Regions from separate parts of the Mus musculus genome. Here all the other regions are linked to region 1. A link is a contact called in public HiCAR-type and promoter capture Hi-C data. All regions are on one chromosome and are shown on one strand. Each heading gives the region's core, a stretch centred on a gene start, on an enhancer-like site or on the middle of the called end of the contact. The rest is flanking DNA. Distances are from core to core; before and after follow the strand shown. Region 1 holds the start of Pisd (phosphatidylserine decarboxylase). Region 2 holds the start of Mpv17 (MpV17 mitochondrial inner membrane protein). Region 3 holds the start of Khk (ketohexokinase). Region 4 holds the start of Tnip2 (TNFAIP3 interacting protein 2). Region 5 holds the start of Agbl5 (ATP/GTP binding protein-like 5). Region 6 holds the start of Preb (prolactin regulatory element binding). Region 7 holds the start of Gtf3c2 (general transcription factor IIIC, polypeptide 2, beta).

The links. Promoter capture Hi-C pulls out the DNA fragments that hold promoters and counts their contacts. HiCAR-type assays count read pairs that join an accessible place to other places.
Region 2: a HiCAR-type map of astrocytes shows a contact between it and region 1, with 7 times the contacts expected there. The contact joins the promoter of Mpv17 here to the promoter of Pisd in region 1. A contact is called at or near these places in 3 of 39 promoter capture datasets (cranial neural crest, liver and pre-B cells) and 1 of 115 datasets of contacts at active chromatin or transcription factors (astrocytes).
Region 3: a contact with region 1 is called in a promoter capture Hi-C map of pre-B cells, with 2.6 times the contacts expected there. The contact joins the promoter of Khk here to the promoter of Pisd in region 1. A contact is called at or near these places in 2 of 39 promoter capture datasets (hippocampal neurons and pre-B cells).
Region 4: a contact with region 1 is called in a promoter capture Hi-C map of liver, with 3 times the contacts expected there. The contact joins the promoter of Tnip2 here to the promoter of Pisd in region 1. A contact is called at or near these places in 2 of 39 promoter capture datasets (both in liver).
Region 5: a promoter capture Hi-C map of liver shows a contact between it and region 1, with 2.7 times the contacts expected there. The contact joins the promoter of Agbl5 here to the promoter of Pisd in region 1. A contact is called at or near these places in 1 of 39 promoter capture datasets (liver) and 1 of 115 datasets of contacts at active chromatin or transcription factors (large pre-B cells).
Region 6: a contact with region 1 is called in a promoter capture Hi-C map of liver, with 2.7 times the contacts expected there. The contact joins the promoter of Preb here to the promoter of Pisd in region 1.
Region 7: a contact with region 1 is called in a HiCAR-type map of astrocytes, with 6 times the contacts expected there. The contact joins the promoter of Gtf3c2 here to the promoter of Pisd in region 1. A contact is called at or near these places in 7 of 39 promoter capture datasets (the C10 cell line, cranial neural crest, hippocampal neurons and 3 more), 1 of 484 Hi-C or Micro-C datasets (B cells), 2 of 115 datasets of contacts at active chromatin or transcription factors (astrocytes and large pre-B cells) and 2 of 9 other capture datasets (adipose tissue and liver).

What each region holds. Positions count from the first base shown.
Region 1 is chr5:32,783,667-32,787,274 of GRCm38.p6, reverse strand. It overlaps Pisd (phosphatidylserine decarboxylase), which reads left to right and starts at 1,649. Exons shown (of 8, transcript NM_177298.3): 1 at 1,649-1,726. The coding sequence starts at 1,662.
Region 2 is chr5:31,152,387-31,155,654 of GRCm38.p6, reverse strand. It overlaps Mpv17 (MpV17 mitochondrial inner membrane protein), which reads left to right and starts at 1,404. Exons shown (of 8, transcript NM_008622.6): 1 at 1,404-1,464; 2 at 1,913-1,987. The coding sequence starts at 1,918.
Region 3 is chr5:30,919,533-30,922,997 of GRCm38.p6, reverse strand. Khk (ketohexokinase) reads right to left here and starts at 1,439. Exons shown (of 9, transcript NM_001310524.1): 1 at 991-1,439. The coding sequence starts at 1,082. Emilin1 (elastin microfibril interfacer 1) reads right to left here. Exons shown (of 8, transcript NM_133918.2): 6 at 3,050-3,067; 7 at 2,781-2,918; 8 at 1,723-2,383. The coding sequence ends at 2,046.
Region 4 is chr5:34,512,011-34,515,639 of GRCm38.p6, reverse strand. Tnip2 (TNFAIP3 interacting protein 2) reads left to right here and starts at 1,661. Exons shown (of 6, transcript NM_139064.2): 1 at 1,661-2,021. The coding sequence starts at 1,743.
Region 5 is chr5:30,887,109-30,890,472 of GRCm38.p6, reverse strand. It overlaps Agbl5 (ATP/GTP binding protein-like 5), which reads right to left and starts at 1,539. Exons shown (of 16, transcript NM_001374737.1): 1 at 949-1,539; 2 at 93-353. The coding sequence starts at 307. Gm35795 (a long non-coding RNA gene) reads left to right here and starts at 1,518. Exons shown (of 2, transcript XR_376844.2): 1 at 1,518-1,626; 2 at 2,479-3,364. n-TYgta9 (a tRNA gene) reads right to left here and starts at 2,390; the gene lies at 2,302-2,390. n-TAagc15 (a tRNA gene) reads right to left here and starts at 1,958; the gene lies at 1,886-1,958.
Region 6 is chr5:30,958,182-30,961,829 of GRCm38.p6, reverse strand. Preb (prolactin regulatory element binding) reads left to right here and starts at 1,503. Exons shown (of 9, transcript NM_016703.3): 1 at 1,503-1,859; 2 at 2,418-2,607; 3 at 2,894-3,114; 4 at 3,279-3,359; 5 at 3,473-3,597. The coding sequence starts at 1,725.
Region 7 is chr5:31,178,609-31,182,209 of GRCm38.p6, reverse strand. Gtf3c2 (general transcription factor IIIC, polypeptide 2, beta) reads left to right here and starts at 2,066. Exons shown (of 19, transcript NM_027901.2): 1 at 2,066-2,326.

The DNA.
Region 1 (3,608 bases), core at 400-2,899:
AAGACCTTGTTTCCAGTACCCACACTAGGTAACTCAAACTCTCTATAACTTCAATTACAAGATATTCAATGCCTTCTGGCCACAACCAGAACCTGCACACATGAGTGTTTTAACTGCACGTGTGCCTGCTTGCAACTTGCATGCCTGGTGCCCTCAGAGGCCAGAAGAGCATGGTATCTCCTGGAACTGGAGATATAGATACTTGTGATACACCATCTGGGTGCTGGGAATCGAACCGGGTCCTTTAAAGCAACTAGTGCTCTTAACCACTGAGCCATTTCACCACCTCTTTTTATTATGTGTTTTTAGTTTTGCTCCTTTTAAAAAAGGTATATACAGTATATTTATAACATGTTTTCTAAAGAATTGAAAAAAAATAGTGTTATATAAAACTAGGGTTTTTGTTTTGTTTTGTTTTGTTTTGTTAAAACAGGGTCTAGGTAGCCCAGGCTGGCCTGGAATTCAGGACACTCCAAAATACTGGGATTCCAGTGTTATTTTGAAATAACTCACCTCAATCATTTGAATTACAACACTCAATTCCATACCAAAATTATGTTGTGTGTGTTTCTTTTCCAGGCTCTGGAAAAGTATGACAAAGGGAGGTGTTTGCCTTGAATTACCAAACTTGTGACTTCTTAGGTTCTCTCTCTCTCTCTCTTTTTTTTTTTTTTTTTTTTTTTTTTTTTTTTTTTTGGTTTTTCGAGACATGGTTTCTCTGTGTAGCCCTGGCTGTCCTGGAACTCACTTTGTAGACCAGGGTGGCCTGGAACTCAGAAATCCTCCTGCCTCTGCCTCCTGAGTGCTGGGATTAGAGGGGTGTGCCACCAAGCCCGGTTTAGGTTCTCTTTAGTGGCTGGTTTTGCTGTAAGTGAATTTAAGTAACTATCCAGAATTAATCTAAAGCACTAATTAGCTTATCCGTTTGGTGTTTACTAGAAGAAAAATCAGGGCTGCCTTCCTTCAGTTTTTGCATTCAGGTTCAACCATTTTTCTAGGGCCTTAAAAGGGGGGCGGGGTGTTCAGATCATGGGTTTTGACACCAATGATGTAGAAATACTGGATTTTCTATTATTATACAATTTGCGAGCCCTTTGTGGGGTTAATGTGCCCTTGAGAAAGTTGCTTATCCTCGCAGACCTTTAAAATGGTAATAATATCCAAGGGCTGGCTGCGGGTCTCCAGCGCTTAGGAAAAAAAACAAAAACAAAAACAAAACTGTTATGTACCACTGAAAAATTCGTTTTCCCCTCATAACTGGAAAGTACAGGAGAAAGCACCATCACCGGGAGCCTAGTTTAACAGCTTTCCATATTTCTTACATAAACCCCTCGCCTCTGGAGCCCCATCAATGAGATAAGAATAGACACCCCGTTCCAAGGGATCCAACGCCTTCTTCTGGCCGCCGAGGGCGCCAGCATCCTTGTGCCATGCACACATCGTGACTGAGCACAAGGTGGCTCAGATTTTTCGGGCACAGGAGCGGCTGTCCCATCGCCCCGGCGCGCCTGCCCACACACTCCGCGGGGGTGGGCCCGGCAGAGGCGGAGCCGTACGCAGAAGCTTCCGGGCCCAGCCTTTCACGTTCCTGATTGGCCCGGTGACGACAAGGGCGTGCGTCCGAAGGCGGAAGGGGGCGTGTCCGCTCAGGAGGAGGCGAGATGGCGGCGTCTGGGGGCCGCGCGTGTGTGCGCTCGCTTCGTGGAGGTGTGCTGTGGCGGAGCAGGTATGGCCGGGCGGGAGGCTGCTGGGGTAGGGATCAGCACAGACCAAGCCAGGCTCTGAGAGCGAAGCCAGTTCTCGTCGCCGGCTCGCCGCGAGTAGGTCTGACAGGAAGGACACGGAGCCACCTTTCGGCTTCAGAACAGGTGCTACAAGCCACCGCGTGGACCGTGAAATGGGTGTGGCCTAAAGGCTGGGTGAAAGTGCACAGGGACAACCAAACCCACCATATTCTGCTGCCCGCTGGTCTCTAGAGTGGAAGCAGAGTCGATCTCCTTTTCACGGGTGTTTGCCTTCCTACCAGGCTGGTGTAACCTGGAAGAGCACGGCACGGCAAAGCGACCTTCACTTGGGGTTCTAAAGCTTTGAGGCGAAAGAATTAGGTTTCTTTATCTGAAAAGTCTGTGGTGGAATTGTGGTCCTTATCCTGCTGACCCCAAACGTCTGGGTTACTTAAGTTCCTAGGCAGCTAGAAGTGGGAGAGCGACATGAGGCATCTATTGTGACTGTTCATTTGGCTTTTTGTCTGCTCCAGACAGTTTCATTAGGTAACCCAGGCTGGCCTCGAAATCACAGCTATCCCCCTGCCTCAGCCTCCCAAGTGCTTCCAAAAAGCCGAGATTACTGGCATGTTTCAGCTGTTTATTCTTTTTTGAAGGGTAGGAGGGGAGAAGAGGAGAGAGTTCTTAACCCAAATGAGAGAGAAGAAACAGTTCTCAACTTGGCTGAGTTACTTAATAGCCTACATACTTATTTCTTTTTGGCAAAGACTACTTCTACCTTTTTACACCGTGTGTGTGTATGCATATGGGTGGTTGCAGGTGTCCATAGGACCATCAAGAGTCTCCTGGAATTGGAGGAATTACAGGTGGTTGAGAGCCATCTGACATGTATGCTGGGAACCAAACTCTGGTACTTTTTTTTTTTTTTTTTTTTTTTTTTTGGTTTTTTGAGACAGAGTTTCTCTGTGTACCCCTGGCTGTCCTGGAACTCATTCTGTAGACCAGGCTGGCCTCGAACTCAGAAATCTGCCTGCCTCTGCCTCCCAAGTGCTGGGATTGAAGGCTTTACCACACCTGGCTCAACTCTGGTTCTCTTAACTGCTGAACCATCTCTACACCACCAACATTGCTCAATTTTTAAAATGTGTGTGTGTGTGTAAATATTTTGCCAGCATGTATGTCTGTGTGTGCCCTGGTACCCATGGAGGCCAGAAGAAAACATTCTAGCTTAATTGGTGACCTTTAGGCTAGTGATGGACCCTGTATCAAAGAACAAGATGCACGCCTTTAATCTCAGCACTCAGGAGGCAGAAGCAGGTGAATCTCTCTGGATTCAAGACCAGCCTGGTCTACATAGTGACTGCCAGCCAGCCAGAAATATATACTCAGACCCCATATCAAAGCAAAACAACAATAAAGAAAAAACCATAAAACATAACAAACCTAACAAGTTTTTGTATGGTTCATGGGGAATGGCCCCCAAAGTTGTCCTCTGACCTCCCCATTCACATGCATAAACACTACCCACATTCATTATTTAATTTACTGATTAATTAATTTGCAATTAGCCTTATACTTAAGGAACTTACAGTTTAATAGACAAGGGTAATATTTTAATATCAAGTACAGTGTTGGATAAAGCTTTTCAAGAGACCTACCAGTTCAGCTTTAGAACTCTCCTAGCTTTTGAAAGAAGGAGAGAGAAGTAAGGACTATAGGTAAAATGTTAGGACCCATGGTGATATTAAAAATGTGTTACAGGGCTAGCGAGGTTGCTCAGTGGTTAAGAGCATTTGCTGCTCTTCAGGGGAATTGGAGGTACAGTCATAGCCTTCATGGCAGCTCACAACCATCTGTAACTCCATCTCCAGGAAATCTGAAACC
Region 2 (3,268 bases), core at 155-2,654, 1.6 Mb after region 1:
TGGGATGTAGCTCAATGGAAGAGCATGGACTTAGTGTGTGTGCAAGATCCTGGGCTCACTTCCCTCCTGGTATCTTCTCCCCTCCAGAAACTCCCAGGTCAAACCTCACTAAGGGACTTTTATATTTCTCTAGTGGGAGAGAAGGGAGGATAGATAAATGATATTAAGCATTTTCTCGGTTTGGGGTGCTTTTCATATACCCCTGAGCTCCATGGGGTAGGTACTATTTTATGTAATGACAATTAGGTTCTGAGAGGTTAAGCAATCTGAATAAGGCTTGAATCCATATCGCTTAAAAACACCTTCCAATCTTGCACATTTGGACTCCCTTATTATGTCTACTAGTGAAATTCTTTTAGCATGTTCTGTACACAAGAATCTAATTCCCCTGAATTCTTACTCTCTCTAATAGAATCCATCCTTCATTAATCATACAGGAACTGACTAACTGAGCTGGGGGTGGACAGACATCAAATAAGTTGACCTTTTTCAAGGCTTGGAGACGTATACATCTTTACCTACCTCAGGAAGGGATTTGCAGGGAGTTGGGTGTTAAAACTAGAGGGAGATTAAGATTCCTAAAATGTTTTTTTTTTTTTAAATATAGTTTTATGCCTCTTTGCTTAACATGACTAGAAGCCGGGTGTGGTGGCGCACTCCTTTAATCCCAGCACTTGGGAGGCTAAGGCAGGTGGATTTCTGAGTTGGAGGCCAGCCTGGTCTACAGAGTGTGTTCCAAGACAGCCAGGGCTACACAGAGAAACCTTGTCTTGGAAAAACAACAAACAAAGCATGACTCTAGAAACCCATAAAGCAAAACAAACCCTCCATTGAGTTGCCTCTTGTACAGCCCTAGAATTCAAGGAGCCCTGATTGCAAGACAGGGTCATTTTACAAAATTCATGACCAAACTTAAGACAGCTAGCACGGGCGTTCTCAGGTTCTGCTAAGCCAGTGGTTCTGAAAGTTGACTGCTTGTCCAGAAAGATTTTTCAGACAAAACTTAAAAATTTGGTATAAAGAACAAGGAAAAAAAATAGAACAAGTCTGAGTTCTGCTCACTTGGGAGCTTGGGTATACCTGCACTACTTCAGCATTCAAGTTTCCAAACTGAGAAGGGCGTCTAGACCTGACTACCTCCGGGAGACTGACAGTCTGGCCTGATAGTCTGGGGAGAACGAGGGTGGGGGGTGGGGGCAGCCGAGTTACAGGGAAGCACAGACTGTCCTACACCGATGTTTGGTGCAGTCCACGAGAAGGGGGCTGCCCACTCCCCTTAAGTGGTCGGCTGAGCCGCCTCGCAAGGGGTATCAAAGGCCCCACCCACCTGCATTCCTCCTGGACTGCTTGTGTCCAAACAACAGCCCGGCCCGCAGGCAGACGGAAGAGGCGGTGCTCGATACGGAAGTCCCTGGACCAGCTTCGGTCACGTGAGAGAAGGTTCTGCGCAGAGCTGGCACTCAGGTGAGCGGAGGTTCTTGGCATTCAGAGACTTGAAGCACTGTGGGTTGAGAGTTCTTGCAGGTCATGTGACCTTACAGATCCAGGTCTTGGTTTATTTCTGGTGTGTAGTTACTCTTATAAAGGAGATTCCAACTGAATCTGGGGACCTATCGTGTTTACTTGGGGGATGGAACCCAGACTCTGGATGGAAGCCAGAGTAAGTCTAATTTCATGAGTGTCTTAATCAGGACTGGATGCCTTGCTTCAGGACCAGGACCAGGTTACTCAAAACTGCTTCCTTTCCAGATGAATAGTGACCACAAGGCAGGGGCACGGCCCAGTAAGCAAGCTTTCTGAGGCCTCTGTCACTTGCAGAGTTTGGAAGTAAGGAGAGTGAGCATAAGGAAATGGCAGGCATGTTCTTTACTGTGAGGGGCAATGGGAGTGACTTATCCTCTTGGTTTGACAGGGAGCATGGCACTCTGGCGAGCATACCAGAGAGCCCTGGCAGCACATCCGTGGAAAGTCCAGGTTCTGACAGCTGGTGAGTGTCACTCTGGGACCAGAGTATAATTAGAGCAGCTGATTTGAGGTGGAGGAGGAGGCCCATATCACGACACCACCTACCTCCTCCAGTTTAGCCCCCCCCCCCCGGAAGTGTTTCCCTTCTCCTGAACTATTATGTCTGTTTTGGAGGGTGAGCTGTTTCTGAGACCCATGCTGGAGGGGAGACGAAATAGAGACGTGGCTCAGAGGTTAACAGCGCATACTGCTCTGTAGAGGATTCTACACTATGTCATGTAGCTCAGAGCCACCTGTAGCACCAGCTCCAGAGAGCTCTGTCACCTCCAACCACTTGGGGCATCTGCACTCACTTGCACAAACACACACAGTTTAAAATGATAACAATAAATCTAAAAGAGAGAGATGCACAGTCTGTCGAGCAAGACTTAAAGTCCTCAAGAAATTAGGTGATAGTTTCTGTTTTTGTTTTTCAAGGCAGGACTTCTCTGTATGGTCCTGGCTGTCATGAAAATCTGTGTGCCAGGGTGGCCTTCAACTTAGAGATCCACCTGTCTCTCCTTCCTAAGTGCTGGGATTAAAGGGATGTGCCACCACTGCCTAGCCTAAGTAGTCCATTCTTAAAAAGCATTGCCCCCAAGAGACCCCACCTTGGGAAATTAAATGCTTTCCTCTTATACTTTATAGTGTGCTGAGCACATTGTCTCCATGCATAGGCGCCTCCAAAGGTCTGTTAGCAGGAATGAGTCCACATTAAATGACACACCTAACAAGTGCTGAAGTAACTTACTCCATTTTTATACATAATGTTTATTGTGAAGTGTATAAAACAGTCATATATCTAAAGTTTAAATCATATTAAAAGGGAATCCTTCAGTAATCAGCTTTGGAACTCTGTTGGATCCCTCTCTTTCAATTCATATATTCCAGTTTTTATTTCATTTTTAAGACAAGAGTCACACAACCCTGGGCTGACCTAGAATTCACATTGTAGCCAGACTGGCCTTAAACTTGCAGCTGTCTCTTCTCAGCCCCCTGAATGCTGAAATTACAAATGTAAACCACTACGGCTGGCTAGATGGCCACTCTCCTAAGCTTAGCTTACATCATTGTTTGGCTTTTCTTACAAACATATTCTCAGTACACTACCTGCGGCTTTTTTACTCTGTCAGCGATGAAGTAGCAGCTTCACAGAGCGCCTCCAGTGCCTCTTTGTATCTGTTCCACCCTTCCTTTTGCTGGCTACTCATTGTTATGACTGGGGCTACTCTGAGGTCGTTTGCTTTGAAGCACATCTTAGGTT
Region 3 (3,465 bases), core at 190-2,689, 1.9 Mb after region 1:
TAGTGTCTTGCCAGGGGTCAACCTTGAACTTCCTTTTAACTAATATCCAAGATACAACATTCATTGTTCAGGGTGCTAGACCACGCCAAGAGAAAGCCGGTGCGCCACCCCACAGAATGCCTTCACGGCACAGCAGCACATTGGAGTGGCCTTTATCAAGAGCAAAGATAAGAGCCATCAAAGGACACTTTAACTTCTACCAGACAATTGAGAATGTTCTGAGAACATCCACTAAGATGTTTACCCACCTTTGTAAAGACCCCTCTTGGCACTTAGCTCCAGGAGAAAGCCTGCTGTGGCTCAGGAGCCAAGTTTCTCCCTGTCTGACCCAGAGAGCCTCCAGCTTTGCTTACACTGCCGGCCAGTCCTTGAGCTAGGCAAGGCTCAAACGCCAGGGCCAGGCTTTTAAATGTGAGTAGTTTAACATCACATACCACTCACTGCTAGCGACCTGGTGTTTTATTTTAGCTGTAAGCGGTAAATTAGAAGTGCATAGGCTAGGAGTTGGGAGACCTGGGGGTTTGGGGTGAGGAAAATTTGTCTGGCACCTTATCAGGTGTGTGAGGGCTCAGGAGGGAAAAAAATCATTACAGCCCTCTCTGTAAACTGAGGATTTTGATGATCGGCAGATTGAAATGGTAAACAGCCAACAACACACTAGTGAAAGCCTGGGTTTTGATTCAGGCATACGTTTGCACTCTTGTTAATTCTGGAGGCTAAAGGAGTTTAGGCCAGCTTGGGCTACAAAGCAAGACTCCGAAAACAAAACAACACACCCCCTGGGTCTTGGTTTTAAAGGTCTCCAGTCTCATGTCTTCATTCTCACAGAGTACCCCTTAGGGACCCGGGACAGAGAACGCCAAGCTGAACTCAGGCCTCACCACATGGAGACAGAGGGCTATCCCTGGTTTAGCAGCCGATTAGCAGTGACACGCAAAAAGACAGGACCACAGCGGCCCTGGGATCTCCGAGGGGCTTGGGCGCCCCTACCTGCGATCCGTGTCTTCCTCTGGGTATTTGTCCACCACATTGATGATGTCCAGCACCACCAGCCCCACGCACAGGATCTGCTTCTCTTCCATGAGGCTGCTCCCCAAGCTTCCTACCCGCAAGCAGAGGGGGTTCCTGCTGGGCTCTGCCTCTTATCTACTGGAGGACCGTGTCCCAACTTCTCACTGGCTACCTTGGCTCCTCCTCTGCGTGCAGAACTCCTCCCGCAGGGAGCTTTCTGCTTTGCAAGGGTGGGTTACCTAGCCCGGCCAATGGCAGGCCCTCTCACTTTTCCGCCTCAGCTGTCAAAGCGAAAGCGCACTAGTAATGCATCGCCTTTCCGATCCCTCTGCGCCTGCTGCAGACCCTGGACCACCCGGACTAGCACAGTCTGGCAACAGAAACTTCGCCTTCGCAGGCGGAGCACAGAAGCAAGCGTTCTCTCCCTCGCCCCGCCAAGGTGGCCCACCCGGCCGAGGCCCCGCCCCCCCCCCCCGCGCCAGATTAACGGTGTCACGTGACGGGGAACGCTGCCAGCCTTCGCAGTGGTTCTGGCCTAGCGCCCCCTAGCGGCCGCTGTGGGGACCGGTGGCCGTGACCCTGAGTCCGCAGGTGCCCTTAGTAGGGAGCACACCCAAAGATCACCAGCCTAGGTTCCCTCCGTAGAACTCTGTTTCCTCCTGTCCTGTCCCTTAACTACCCCCAAACATGTACTAGAGCAGAATAGCTATGTTTTGTAGAAAAAAAAAAAGTGTCTTTATTCCTGAATAGTTTAGTACGGTGGTGTGGACTGGGGAGAGCCCTGGAGGGTAGGTTCCTCTTCCGCAGCTTGGGTCCCGGAGAGGGCTCTGGTGGGGACGGCAATGAGGCCAAAGGTCAAGAGGAGATGCCTCGGTCCCATAGACCACGCAGTCACAACGTACGGAGTGACCGATTTGGATGCCTGAACCGCAGCGGGACGTGGTCGCCAGACTTGCCCTTGCCTTGGTGGGTAGCCACCATCCAGGTGGCTCTGCGGCCCCTGTAGATAAGTTTGGTGGTCGGGTCCACCCTGTCTACACCTGTTCAAGCTCTGTGTCCTCGTAGAGCAGGGCTCCGCTGAAGATGGTGAGCGGCTCCTCGGAGTGTGCCAGCTGCCCCATGACCAGGTCGATGCAGACAGTGTCTCCGACCTGCAGTGGCAGAATGAGGCTGAAGACGCCCAGAGCGCCTGGGCTGGGCTGACTTTCGGCCACAGGCTTATTCTCCAGTCCCTCGGGTTCATAGCCTCCCGAGTCTATGCGGGCCACGCCCAGGTTGGAGCGTGACAATACTGCTTCCACTTTCTCATGCCGGTGCCCAGTAAGTACAGCGCTCAGCAAATAGCGTCCAGCCAGTGGTGCAGTGAATACACCTGGAGACAAGGATGACAGTCAGGAGGGGAGACGCTGGCTGGGACAAGGAAGGTCTCTCGGAGAGTGGGTACAGCACTCCTGGCTGTGGAGTGGCCCACCCGTCCTTTCCCTGCTATTCCACTAACTGTACACTGTAGGAATCCCCTGCTGCATCTCCAGCAGTTGCTGCAGAGTGTGTGCTGGAGTCTGTCCCAGTAAAGATCCGTGTGGTGTGGATGTCTCCTCCCCTCCCCCACTCTCTCTTTGCCTAACTGTGGTGTGAGTGCATGGAAAGAATAGAGGTCTTTGTAATTACAAGTGAAAAGCTGTACTTGTCTGCAGAGGTGTGAAGGAGGCATTAGTACTGCTCAGCTTCACCCGTTACCTCACTAGGCCACCCGTCGGCCTTTTAGTTACCTGTCTCTGGGTCATAGTAGCCTCCATCATTGAGCAAGACTCTGTCGAAGGGGACTGTGCCAGGTTCTGACCGTGGCAAACTCAGGGCAGCTGAAAATGCTACCCTAGGCACAGGGGCTGCTGGTGCTCCCTCCGCTCCTGAATAGAGATAGTGTTAGCATGGATGCTCATAAATAAACTCCAGTCCCCATCCCTGCTGCCCAGGCTGCCTGAGGACTATAGTCTTCCAGGCCCAAGCTCCTGGCCCCTTCCAGAGTCTAACGACTTACCCTGCTCCCCTTGAGGACCTGTTGGAAGAAAGGGACCACAGTGAATAGGACATCTCTCACCATGCCCTCACCCAACATCTGCTCTCTTGCACTGCTCTGGGTGTTAGGTGTGGAATGTGATGCCAAGAAAAGCGTAAGTGGGCTCCAGTCTGGGCAGATGCTAGACCACAGCCTCAGCCAGGAGCTCCTCATACGCTACATGAACTGCAATACGGCAGGGAGACCACAGTGCCCAGGAGCCAAATGACCACTTTCTTTTTCTTGTTTTCTTCATGTATACAAGTACACTGTAGCTGACTTCAGACACACCAGAAGAGGACATCAGATCCCATTACAGATGGTTGTGAGCTACCATGTGGCTGCTGGGAATTGAACTCAGGATCTCTGGAAGAGCAGTCAGTGCTCTTAACCGCTGA
Region 4 (3,629 bases), core at 412-2,911, 1.7 Mb before region 1:
ATCCATCCACCTGCCTCTGCCTCCAGAGTGCTGGGGATTAAAAGCACGTGCTACCACTGCCTTCCAAGAGTAGACCTTTTTAGAGGATGGTTATCTCAATTATGTGCAACTACATAAAATCAAAGCTTTTGAACTCCAAACACATGTGGCCCAGAAGCATTTGAATAAATGTCTTTGTTGTTTGATTCATATTTTGCACTTCACAACCAGGCTCAAAAGCACTTGAGTGGTCTACTAGGCTACACACAGGAATAGTAGTGAAGAGTTAAAGCCACATATCAGCTCTGGGCCAGGGTTCTTCTGTGTGATATCCACTCCCACACCCACTTCCCCTTCATCCCACAACTGCCTCAGTCAATCAAGATGACCCTGCATGACCATAGCAATGACTGTGCTGGACAATCATTTAATCATGGAAGTTTGGATGAGAACAGCTCCCATAGACTCATGTTTGGATACTTGGTCCCCAGTTGGTGACTCATGTAAGGTTAGAAAGGATTTCAAAGTATGGCCTGTTGGAAGAGCTGTGCCATTATGGGCAGAGAGATTCTGAGGTTTCAGCTTGCCCTCTGCTTCCTGATTTGTAATCAAGATGTGAGCTATCAGCTTTAAACATCTGACCCTTTATCCCAAGTAATGCTTCTTCTATACGCTGCCTTGGTCCTGGCATTTTGTCACACTAATAGAAAAGAAATACGCACTCATTCTCTAGTTCCACAACACCCCTACCAGGTAGGGAAGGAAGCAACTGTGACCCATCTTTTCTGAGCAGAAGTTTTGGGCTGGAAGGGCTAAGAAGGAACTGAACATAAGTGAGCCAGGTCTGTGACTCCCAGTATCCATCCCATACATTCTTGGCGAGGTCTGGCTTTGCTTATAGTTTTATACTTGCAAGTGAGTGTGTTCCTGCAGGCTCAACCAGAGCTTGCCTGTGAGCAGACAGGGTATTGAGAGTAGAAGACTGAGCAGAAAAGGAGACACACATCCTCACATAGGGAGGGGACCTCCATGAGATCTTAGCAATGAGCCATTGAAAGATTCTCACGGAGGAGAGACTTCCCAGTGGAAAAACAGTGTTCATATGGAAACTGTGGGAAGGAAAGGGTGGGCACCCTCTTGTCTTCTGCTAGAACAGCTTCTAGCGCTAAGGCCATCCTAACGCGAATTTAGGGGCATGCTGGGGTTTGGTGGCTGGCTCTGGGCTCCATCATGTACTCTGGATGGGAACACCTTTCTGGGTCAGTGTCCCTCTATGAAGAAACGCATGTCAAGTCCCGGAAGAGGAAGGAGCCCAGCCAATGAAACCTGACCACACTCTACGTCCCATGTTTGAAGTCCTTTGATTTATTTGCTTTTCTTCAGCTGCTGTACCAGAGGATACCTAACCCCAAACCCTGGTCGCAGATGGGGTCTGACTCCAGGAAAATTCCTCAGACGCAGGGAATAGAGCAGACAGCACCTAGAATGGAGCTGGTGTGTCAAGAGAAAGTGAGATCATAGAGTAGGAGGGACCAGCTGTGGGAGGGGACGGAGTCAGACTCCCGGCAGTGGGAGAGGCGGAGCCAGCTGTAGGCGGGGCGGAGTCAGACTCCGGGCCATGGACGAGGCGGAGCCAGCTGTGGGCGGGGGCGGATTAGGCTCTGGGAGTGGGCGGGGCGGGAAACGTTCCGGGAAGGCTGGTTTTCGCTCCCCCTGTGTGGAGAAGTTGGAGACGCCCAAGTCCCCACGGAAGGCCTACAGCCATGTCGTCTGGGGACCCAAGGTCTGGTAGACAGGACGGGGCCCCGCGTGCGGCCGCAGCGCTCTGTGGCCTGTACCACGAGGCCGGCCAGCAACTACAGCGCCTGAAGGATCAGCTGGCCGCGCGTGACGCCCTCATCGCGAGCCTCCGCACCCGCCTCGCGGCTCTGGAAGGGCACACGGCGCCGTCACTCGTGGACGCACTTCTGGATCAGGTGGAGCGCTTCCGTGAGCAGCTGCGACGACAGGAGGAAGGCGCTTCGGAGACCCAGCTGCGGCAGGTGCGGGGCGGGCGGGAGCTGCTGCGCAAGGCGGCCTGGGGAACTTGTTGGAGCGAGTGACGTGGAGTCCAGAGATGCGCGAGGTCTTGAGGGTCGCGAGGATATGAAGCTCGAGGTGCGGGTCTGAAGAGCTCGAGGTCTGAGCATAGTGGTTTAGGGGTGCGCTGGGGTTTGAAAGGAGCTGGGTTATGAGGGATACGAGATCCTGAGACTAGTGGGTCCTGAGGTTTCAGGGTCTGAAGGGCGTGGGGATCAGAGGCGCAGGTAATCCTGTTGGATTAGGGTCTGAAGGTAAGAGTCTGGGTAGTTCAGGGTATTGAGCAGTTCGGGATTCATTCGTAGGCTCAGGGGATATGCCAGAGGTGAGCAGGAGTCTCTGGGGCTCGGGGTTCTGGTGAGCAACAGGGTGGTAGGGGTGTGACTGTTTGAGGAGTACCAAGTCCTGACGTCCTGCTGAGGTTATGAGCACTTCTGAGGGACTTGTAATAGAGGTTAATTTGGGACAGACCCCCTGGGTCTCTCGACTTTGAGGGGTACTGCTGTGGGAAACTTACTCATGAAGTTTTGTGGGGGACAGGGTTCTGCGGAATGTGAGGGATCCTGGAGTGCAGGGATCTTGTGGGGCATAATGTTCTGAGGTAGCCTCGAACACGTGGTTCTGTTGGTAGTAAGCTTCTCCAATATGTACTCATATTATTAGTAATATTATTATATTAGTCCCAAAGGGGTGTGTAGCTGTTTTAATCACTGCCTTATTTGCGTTAAAGAGATACCATGACTAAGGCAACTCTTATAAAAGAAAGTATTTAATTGAGGGCTGGCTTACAGTTTCAGAGGGTCAGTCCATTATCATCATGGTGGGGAGTATGGTAGCTTGCAGGCAAGCTTGGTGCTGGAGAAGTAGCTGAGAGCTACATCCTGATCCACTGGCAGAGAGACGTCCACTAGGCCTGGTGCGGGCTTTTGAAACCTCAAAGCCCATCCCTAGTGACACAGTTCCTCCAACAAGGCCACATGTCCTATTCCTTCTCAAATTGTGCTACTATCTGATGATGAAAAAATGCAAATATATGAACCTGTGGGGGCATTCTCATTCAAGCAACAACAGTGGGGGCACCAGGCTTGACTAAGATGGAATTCTGAGGAGGGGTGGTGTTCAGGGTTCTGTGGGACAGACACTAGAGGCTCTAAAGGACATGAGCGAAGCATGGGGCCAAAAGGGTCTCAAGGATATCCTGACAGGCATTGCCCTTTGAGGACTGTGTTCAGGTTCCAGTGTGTGTGTGTTGGGTATGAGGAGGCAGTATAGGTCTTGGTTCTTGGGTTCTGTGTTAGGGAGGTCTTCTGTGGAATGTGGGGTTCTGAATCTTGAGGAGGGTGCCAGGGGCCTGAGAGATGCATAGGGCTCCTAAGGATGGTGCTCTGAGAAAGAAGACCCATGGTTTTGGTTGGTGGCATTTTAGTATTATGTGGGAAGAAGTGACAGGTGCCAGTCTGATAATATGTGAATTCTTATTTGGCTCTCCTTGTCATTTGGTATCATTTGGTTCCTGTGAGATATCATAAGCACACAAAACTGAAATGAGTAATAATACTTTACTGGAGCAA
Region 5 (3,364 bases), core at 290-2,789, 1.9 Mb after region 1:
TACAAGAGATACTGTGCTGGTGCTCAAAGTCAATGCCTGACTATAGGATGCATCCAAGCACTCGGCCTTCCCACCCCCTGCAGTCCTCATACCTGTTGCCATTTTCATATTCCGTTTCAGCACAGTCAGGCCGGGTCCACACGTTGAACTCGTAGTCAGGGGAAGCAGCAGACCCACTAGCGGGGGCTGTTGCCACCCCTCCTACGCCTTCCCCATCACTAGACACAGTCTCCACCTTTTCCACATGGGCTAGGTTCCCTGAATCAAAGCGAGAACTGAACAGCAATCCCCCACAGCGCAGCTCCATGGTGGGGCTGGGAAAGCATCCTCTTGCCCCACACAGGCCCTGAGAGCTGGGGGGAAAAAAAATCAAAGTTGGGATAGGGAGGAAGGGCAGAAAATGAAACAATGTGTTTGGTATGTCTGGATAAATGAGAAATGTCTTTTCTACTCTATGAAGCAAAACGCTCTTATTCATAGAAAACCTGGAAGTAGCCTTTCAGTAAGATCAAGAGAAAGCACAACTCTGTCCCTGGACACCCAAGGAGTATGAGCGACCTAAAAACACCCTATTTTACTACATCACCACCGTTCCCCAATCGAATGCTCACTAGCTTCCTTAGTTGAGTTGGAAAACGCTAGATTCTCAAGCTTTTTAACAACCTAAGAGGCAGAGACTCGAGGTCGGGTGGTTGCCACTGACTCTATGAGGGAGAGGCCATATTAAAATTTCCTATATTGGCTTTGTACTGGACAGCCCGGAGCAAGAAGAACCAAGTTTCTAAGTGTAAATGGTAGCTTCCTTTCTTTACCTCTTTTGTCTTCACAAGCACCGACTGTAATTATACTCGTTTCTCGGAGACCTTGAAGAGCGTTGCTACCACCCCCTTCCTCTACTACGCCTATTATGAAAACGTAGCCTATGCCCGGCCAAAGCCACTTGCTCACCTGCCCTGAACCTCAGTTCCAATTAGGGTCTGTTTCCATCCTCCCGCCCTGTAGACACGAGCCCGTGCAAAAGCTACCCTCGAAGGTGTGGGTAACGGGCGTCCTAAGCACCCCTAGGAAGGCTGGGCCAGTAGAGTCCCGCTTGGAAGCAGCAGGCAGCTCCTCGATTCGCGAGGACCCTCGCGCTGCCTGGCTTGTCCAGGGCAGGGTGGGGTTTGGAAGCGTGGGAGGGGTCGAGACAGGTACACTGGCGGACAGGAAGGCGGGTCCTAGGGGTCAGAGGTGAGGCCACAGGAGCAGAGGGAGTCAACCAAAGGCGGGGTCGGCGGGCCGGCCGCGGCAGGCCGGGGGGCGGGGTGGCATTCGACGGGGGCTCCGGCAGAGCGGGCTGAGAAGGGGGCGGGGCCTGCCGGCGGGGCCGCAGTCCACGCGAAGCCCCTCACCTCTCTCCGGGCCGCTGCTCCCGCTCCCTCTCCCGCTAGCGAGGCGGCACCTCGGGCCCCGGCACCCGGGCCCTCCACCCGGGACCCACACAAAACCAGAGAGCCGCGGTGCCGGGACCCCACTCTGCCAGGAAACAAGAAGTCTCTTGCCTATTGGCCGCAGCTGCAGCTGGCTACCCGCCCAGTAAAGCGCACTGCCATTGGTCGCCACGCAGGGTTCCGTGCACGTTGGCAGGTACCTGTGAGGGGGCCGTTTGGGGGCTTCCGCGGGCCACCGCCGTGTGCGGCTCACTAGGCGTCTTCTCTGTAGGCGGTTAACGGCCCGCCTCCCCGAGGCGGGAAAGACAGAGCAGTGAGCAGGAAACAGGAAAAGACTTACCTGTGAATAAGAAAATAGCATGTGAAGCCGATCTTTGTTTACCGTGCTCCTAGCTCTACTGTGTAACGAAACGTGGACACAACAGATCATGAGCCTGATGGTGTGTAAAAGGAAGTGGAGGATGCGGGCATCGATCCCGCTACCTCTCGCATGCTAAGCGAGCGCTCTACCATTTGAGCTAATCCCCCAGCTGTAGTGCTGTACCTTCCTGTAACCTTTACAAGGTTTCCTGAGACTCAGTTTTCTAATGTAGTTCACAATATAAAGTAGGATGGAGCCCTCAGCAAGATTTTGAAACAGAGCCATGTAATACATACATAAGCAATAAGGACTTTTCTTGAAGTACATGTCACTATAGCTTTAACACCTAATATGCGAACAAGGTACGTTGTACTTCGACTACTTAACTGCTATATGTACTCAAGGGGTTTTCAACGTAGCCAGGAAAATACACTGCCTATCCTCAAGTAAGCGTTTCCCCCACGGAGCAATTGACCTAGGGTGTAGGTAAACTAAAAGTAGTGCACGAAGTCCTTCGAGCCGGAATCGAACCAGCGACCTAAGGATTACCATATTGTACTGACTACAGTCCTCCGCTCTACCAACTGAGCTATCGAAGGCCCCGCTGCGTCGGGCTGCTGCAGTTTTCCCTCTAATGCTTACCAAGATTTTTTTTTTTTCCCTAATGTGTTTCTGCGTAAACTAAAGGATCCCGGGCCAGAAGAAAGGCGGGCTTGCAGGCTCGCACCCTGCGGCAGGAGCTCGCCGTGAGCCGGATTGAGGCTAAAGCTGGGGCGGCCTTCCTCTCGCTAAGCAGACATTAGTTTCGGTGTTTGGGACTACGAATGCTGCTTCTGCTCCAGGTTTCCTTTGGTTTTCGGCGTGATGAAAGTATATAAAGCATGTTGTTCTGATGATGCGAAAGACATTCGCTCCGTCAGCTGAAGTGTCGGGGTCCATTCACCGAGACCCAGGCCAGAAGGGAAGACCGAGCCACGGGAGCGAGGGACCCCTATGCCCTGGACGCTGGGATGCAGCGGCGGCCCGGACTCCTACTCTCCGAGCCCACTGGCTGGGTGCAGTCCCAGGTCCTGCCCTAGTCGCTTATAACCTCGCTTTTATGGTCGAGGTCTGGGAAAGGTTTCCGCCCCACCTGGGCTTCACTGCCAACCAAGTGTCTTCTCTGCCGTGATGGGTTGACCCCTTATCTGGCTCACGTATTTGTTGCTCTTCCTCACAGGGCCAGCCCTCTATTGGCTCACAGAAAGCTCACCCATTTTTTTAAACAAAGGAACAAACTCAACGCCCAGGTCCTCTGTGCAGTCTGCTCTGACTGGCGGAGTGGTTGGGTCCAGGAACCCTCCCCCAGTCGCAGTTCTGAAACACCCAGCTAGGTAGAGAGGTGGTTTGAAATCTTACTTAGATTTCATTCTGATGGGGGGGGCGGGGGGGAGCGTGTTGCTACCGTGACCAAAACTCATCTGCCTATAGTTCTCAAGGCATGCCCTTAGCATTTGAAGCAGTTCATATTTCTCTCTTTCTCCTCCTCTCCTTCTTTTCCTCATTACAACCCCCTACCCCACTATCTGTCTCT
Region 6 (3,648 bases), core at 254-2,753, 1.8 Mb after region 1:
TAATATCTACAACAGGAAATGACCATCAAACCAAAACAACTGCATTAGAGCCTGGCTGCCAGGTGCTTAGCGACCTTCCTTTCACTTGCTCAACAGTGTTTTACAAACAGGAACTGACATAAAATAAGAGAAGCGGCCAGTGTGAACTGGAGTTTGCCTAGTCATTTTTCATTCACACAGTGAGAAGTTCTGCTTCTTAGGACATCTCTGAAACCAAATATGGAGTGTTTTCAGACACATCTCCAATTCTAAGACACCAACTAGGTATCTGTCCAACAATGGAACGAAATTTCTAACACCACCCACCCACAGGTGTTCACACTGGATAGATCCCATAAATCAAAGGGACTGATCCTAAAGGATCGTTTCCAGTGTCTCCAGCTTTGAGTCCTGACCATCTATCTGTACTTCTAAATAACAGGCTGGGAAGCAGAAGTCCCTGTGACTTCCTCTGTCAGTCTGGTAAGTTGTCAGAACAGCACACAGAGCTCACTTCCATCTTCCTTAGGATTTCTCTTCTAGCATAAAGAATAGAACTCAGAATTAGCAGAAGGGAAGAGATGTGTAGGGCAAGGTACATGGAGGATAAAGGGTGAAGAATGCAGTACTTCCTTGCCCTCTCTGGGCACACCATCCATCCATCCAGCACCTACATGAGACCACCAACCCAGGAGCTCATTGATCCCTATTGTCTAGGGTTGTTTTAAAAACAAATATTTCATCATATGGGCACATACTGGCCACTGGTGACTGAATTCAGTGTCAAGTTCCTCTCTCCTCCCTGAAGGCTAGTAAATGGGCCTAAAATTGGCTTCTTCTAATCACGTGGTTTGTTCAGCTGCATATGGGTCCAAAAGACACCATGGTAGTATAAATTCATGTATGGTTGACTGGGGCTCATTATGAATCGCAAAAGACATCAAATACTAAAATATAAACCATATTCAAATAATGGTCCTTACATCTCTATAATGTGAACATGTTCCAAAAACACTTAAATAGTAGGGTAACCAAATAGCCCGGTTTATCTGGGATTTTGTGGGTTTTTGTGCCTAGTCTCAAGTCTTGCCAGTCCCATGAGTTCGATGTTCCAGAAGTGGATGTCAAGCCATAAGAAAGAGTCCAATCAACCGCGGAGGATGCTCTCAAAGTGGGGACTGATTTCTTCATATTAGGATATTAGGAAGCAGTGAATCTGTTTTGGAGTGTCTGTCCTCCACACAACCCGGGAGAACCCATTTCCTCCCTGGAGTAACACACAAAGGCCCGGCTTGTACGAGTCTGCTGTGTATCTCTCCTGAAGTGGGGACTGTCCCAGTCCGAGAACTTTTTAATTCGATTTACTGATCTTCAGTAATCTCTTCTAGCCCCACCTCCCACGCCCCACACAAAGATGGCAGCTTCATCGTCATTCGGGGCTAGGACCCGGATCCGACGCCAGGGTTCCGTGACAGCGCGTCCCGCTAGTGCTGACGCGGATTGGCGTCTTGCGCTTGCGCAGAGAGAGCCCAGGAGCTCGGCGCGTGCGCACTGAACGCCTGCAAGACCCAGTCGGCCGCGCGGGCGCAGATCGGCTGCTTGCGGTGGTTTGAGTGGTGGCAAGTCCAGTGCTGAGAGGGGTCGGCAGTCTTCCGGAAAACTCTAGCGCCAAGTTCCTGAGCTTTCGGAGGCGAGGCGCGGCATGTCGTGGGTTCCGCGGGGTTGGCGGTGAACGTGCGGGCGGGATGGGTCGGCGCCGGGGTGTGGAGCTGTACCGGGCCCCGTTCCCGTTGTACGCGCTTCGGATAGACCCCAAGACTGGGCTGCTCATCGCTGCGGGCGGAGGAGGAGCTGCCAAGACCGGCATAAAGAATGGCGTGGTGAGAACGCAGGGCCACTGAGAACAGGTTATACCGTGGCCCAGGGAGATTCCAGGGTGGCCGGGGGATGCAGAGGTGAGCAGTACCCCTGATTTAGTCCCTACCCATTTCTAGCGGGAGCACCCAGGATTGCCGTTCGGGTGCTGGTTTCACCTGAGCAGAGTGGTTGAGACAGCCAAAATTAGACTGAAAGCTGTGCAGGTCTGCGAATCCAGGACTGTCCACGCCGGATTACGAGAGCTGGTCCAGGGCTCATACGCTGGCCTTTTCCAGGAAGGCACATTGTCTTGTCCATCTTCAAGCAGCTGGAGACGGAATTCTTTTCTTTCTGTAAACTGGACCTAGTAATCTAAACCCTGCTTGCTGTATGAATTAAGAAGCTCCAGTAAGAGAATACAGCTCTAAGCAACAGCAACAACAACCAAAGAAACAAAAAAACAAAAAAAAACAAAAAATAAGAGCTGGAGGTGCGGGAAGCAAAAGTACAACTGAGAGAGACTAGGATTTAATGTGACTTCCGGGCTGGCCTGACCTTTGCCCACTTTGGTTCCCTCACAGCATTTTCTGCAGCTAGAGCTGATCAACGGGTGCCTGAGCGCTTCCTTGCTGCACTCTCATGACACGGAGACACGGGCCACCATGAATTTGGCGCTTGCTGGTGACATTCTTGCTGCCGGACAGGATGCCCAGTGTCAGCTTCTTCGTTTCCAGGTCCATCAACAGAAGGGCAGTAAAGCGGAGAAGTCAGGTGAAGAGCTTTGGAAAAAGTCGCTCTAATTCTTGGTCTCCAAAAACGAGAGATTAGGTGTGGGGCAGTGGTCACATTGAAGTCTGTACTTGGGTCACTAGAGGACTGGTGTTAGTTAATACAGATGCTCAGGTCCATCTGAGGGAGGTGGTGCACAGCTGTAGTCTCAGAGCTTAGGAGTGGAGGCAAGAGGATATTTAAGGCTAGCCTGGGGTGCCTAGCAAATCCCTGTCTTAAAAAACAACAACAAAGGAATCTGGTTCCTGGCAAATTGTTTGTGTTGCAGGTTCCAAGGAGCAGGGACCTCGACAGAGAAAGGGGGCTCCTCCAGCAGAGAAGAAATCGGGAGCACAAGTTCACCCCGAAGGGGTTGAACTCAAAGTAAAGAATTTGGAGGCAGTACAGACAGACTTCAGCAATGAACCGCTGCAGAAAGTTGTGTGCTTCAACCATGATAACACCCTGCTTGCCACTGGAGGAACTGATGGTCATGTTCGTGTCTGGAAGGTGTGGTTTTAGGGGCTTGGGGGGGTGGGTGAGTGTTAGTTGCAATAACACCAAAATTGTGAGAATCTGAATATGCATTCTGTGAAACTTGAGTGGCCATTGGGGTAAGAGGGATGGGGATTTCAGCGTTCTCGCTGTCTGGTCTGTAACTGTCTTGGCTGTAGGTACCTAGCCTGGAGAAAGTTCTGGAGTTCAAAGCCCATGAAGGGGAGATTGGAGATTTGACTTTGGGTCCTGATGGCAAGGTAAGGAGGTGGAGATGTGGGATGCTGGTGCAGAAAGGCAGAGCCTATTGTGTGCCTTGCACAGTACATAGATGTCCTAACTGTCCATCTTTGGGATCTTTACTCCTCCCCAGCTGGTTACAGTGGGCTGGGACTTTAAGGCCTCTGTGTGGCAGAAGGATCAACTGGTGACACAGCTACAGTGGCAAGAGAATGGACCAGCCTCTTCTAATACACCATACCGCTACCAGGCCTGCAGGTGTGCAGGTCACAGGGTGGCTGGCAGGCACACCTCAGCTGGGAAATGGGA
Region 7 (3,601 bases), core at 817-3,316, 1.6 Mb after region 1:
GCAGAGGCAGGCGGATTTCTGAGTTCAAGGCCAGCCTGGTCTACAAAGTGAGTTCCAGGACAGCCAGAGCTAAACAGAGAAACCCTGTCTGGAAAAACCAAAAATGTGTGTGCTAAGGCTGAGCCGCACGACAAATAAAAACAGGTTTTTCCAGTAAATAACAATCTGAGGTCACAGTATGATCAAATCCTGCAACAGTTCTGGGCAGTGGTGGAGCACGCCTTTAGTTCTAGCACTTGAGAGGGTGAGGCAGGCAGATTTCTGAGTTCAAGGCCAGCTTGGTCTACAAATTGAGTTCCAGGACAGACAGAACTATACAGAGAAATTCTGTCTCAAAAAAAAAAAAAAAAAAAGAAAGAAAGAAAAAGAAAACAAAAACAACAACAAAAAAAACCCCAGTCAGACAGGGGTGGAAGAGAGATCTCAGTGGTTAAGGGTGTGTGCTTCTCTTTTAGAGGACCAGTTTCCCAGGACCCATGTTAGATGGCTTCCAGCACCAAGTGACCTAACATCCTCTTCTGGCCTCGAAAAGCACCCACATGAATGTGAGCATAGTTTCTCTCTCACACGCACACAAGAATTGATAGACATGGAGGTTTGTGCTTGTAATGAGAGCACTTAGGCTGATGCGGAGCCGTGATGCGCTCCAGACCAACTATGGTATTCCATAAAAGGGAATTTCAGTATAAATACATACGCTGGACCAACAATGAGAAACAGATCAACTGCGTGCAGGGTTAGTTAAGCTTAAAAAAGAGCCTTCAGGCTGGAGAGATGGCTCAGCATTTAAGAGCACTGACTGCTCTTCTGAAGGTCCTGAGATCAATTCCCAGCAACCACGTGGTGGCTCACAACCATCCGTAATGATTCTGGTGAGTCTGAAGTCAGCTACAGTGTACTTAGATATAATAATAAATCTTAAAAAAGAAAGAAAAGAGCTTTCACTTGTTGTATCTTAAACTTTGAGAATCTTTTTCCAAAATCAAAGTTATTTTAAAAAAATTTTTTTGTGTGATAAAACCAAAGAGAACTTAACCAGAGGCAGGATTTTAAGAGATGTTGTTCATCAAAGCACTAAATCTGTTACTCCCTATAAAATGTTTAGGAGCTATTATCTAAAAGAGGAAGACAGCCATTCAAAATGCTGTCATTTGAGCATAAGAGGATGTCGGAGAACTGGGTGTTCTCTTTCTTTCCTTTCAGATTTTGGCTAAATCCCTTTTTCCTTTTTTAATTGGTAGGATACAGGATTACCCTGGTAGAACCTGAATTCCTGAGCTCAAGAGATCTTCCTGCTTCAGCCTTGAGTACCTAGTCTGGGAGTTGACGTGCCCCATTGTTTTCTCCCTTTCTCATTTTTCTGAGACATGGTCTAATATAGTACAGGCTGATTTCCAATTTCCAAGTAGTCATGGATCACGTTGAACTGCTAATCCTCCTGACTCCATCTCCGGAGTGCTGGGATTATAAGCGTGCACCATTACTCTTTGTAAAGATTTAACCAAGGGAATAATTGAACAAGACTATTTAGAAAGGGGAAAGCTGCCATATTTCACCTCTTCCGGTTCATTTTAATTCGCCCTCCTCCTGGGTAAAGGCAGATCTGTGAAAGCTACATGGTTTTAAAAGGCTGAAAACCTTGTTGCTCGGAGGCCACTTCCCAGTGAGGGAGTGGCGTGAGGCCTGGGTTGATGCTCTCTTTAAAAGCGCAGCCTACCCACCCAGGCTAGGCTCCCCCCGCTCTTTTCTTCCCTTGGCCTCTTTCCAAGCCCTCCTCTTTATTTTCTTCCTGTCTTGGCTCATTCACTGGCAGCAGAAAATCAGGAGATCTCTGGGGGCGAGGGATTGTCTCCTAGTCCGTCGAAGCTCGGGACTGTAGTTAAGAATCAGGTGTGGTCAGGCTCTTTTCTCCACAAAGCCAGCAACCTGGGTGGAAAGGCAGGTCGGAACGCTCGGCGACAGCAGAAGCGCGACACTTTCCTCTTCAATGCTTTTCCACAAGGCTGCTGGTGGAGCTGCGGTGCCGCGCAGGCGCCGACCTCCCCTTCCGGTCGCTGAAATTCCCAGAAGGCCCTGCAGTGTCCTAGGGCCGCGGAAGCCACGCTCCAGCTCGCGGGCGTCGGAGGGCTCAGTGCCGCGCCGCGCTGCATTATGGAACACAGAGTTTAAAAGAAAGCTCGGCAGGAAACGCGTTCCAGACCAAGCTTGCGTTTACCTTGTCTCGGGGGCGGGGCAAGGAAGAGCCGATCAAGATTTCGTCATAAAACCGCGACCCGACAGGCGGCGCCATCTTCGAACTTGGACTTCCGGAAGGACTTTGGCGCGGGTGAGTGTACCGCAACGGGGTGTGCGGGGGACCCAAAATTACTCCTCCCATTCTTTTGCCGTAGCGCTAAGGCAATGGGAACCGATTCCCGATTCCCGTCTTACTCCCGCGCAAGACAGCGCGCCTCCTAGCCTTTGCGCTTCTCCCGAGAACCGTCGAGCTCTCTCCTCCGTCCCCACTGGGGCCACTGAGCATCCCCCATCTCTGCCAGCCGGTCTTACCTTCTTCCCCAATTCGGTGTATGTAGCGCGGTAAACTGGACTCAGGTTTCTGCACTGCTTACGTTGAACTCGTTACGTTGGGCCTTCGGACTTGGGTGAACCTGCAGTTATCTTAAGGCTTAGGGAAATCAGGGCTCGCCTGGGGCTCGAAAGCTGCCCCCACGGCCAGGATTGGGGAATGGCAGGTGGTGGTGTCTCTGTCTGATTGCAGTCAGTCCTCTTGTGCTCATTCCCTCTTACTGTGTCTCAGCCTTTTCCTCCAAGTGGCTCTAACCCCGGGGGTTGTGCCCCGCGCGCTGCAACCCCATTGGCGCAGCCAAGGGCCAGTTATGTTTCCTTATACTGGTCCTTTTATCCCGCGGCAAGTTTGCCGTCTTTTGGACAAGACAGAGATGGCGACTTCACCCCCACAGGAGGTAATTCACTTTTCTGGGCAGGTTTAGGACATAACCAGGTCTTTTTGCCCTTGGAGGTACATTGATTGTTACATAAATTCAAATTAACCTTTGCTTACGTTACCTTTTACCGCTTACCGCTATCAACTGCAGTGCCATTTTTCCTAATAGTTTTAAGTTGTTCTATTCAGATTTACACTCTTTAGTTTCTAGCAGTATCAACTGAAAACGTGAGTTGCAGGTTTTTGTACAAATAATATGTTTGTTTTTGGACCAGTAAAATTATCTGATAAATCACCAGTTGCATGATAGGAATACTTTGGGAACCAGTGTATTAAACAGTGTATGTGAAGTGAGTCCGTGTTTAAGATGAAGTATTATCTAATTGTTTTTCTTTTGCCAAAGTAGTCAGGTTAGCAACCTGAAGCAGCAAGGAAATCAGACAGTATGGGATATAAAAATCCTAGTTAGAATTTACTGAACATTTCTTCCTTTACTGTTTAAAATTTGTATTGTCAGATCCTAAATAGGAATTCTACCATTCACTGCCACTGCCTTTTACTAGAAGTGAATTTTTTCTTTTTTTTTTTTGTATTTTTTTTATTACGTATTTTCCTCAATTACATTTCCAATGCTATCCCAAAAGTCCCCCACACCCT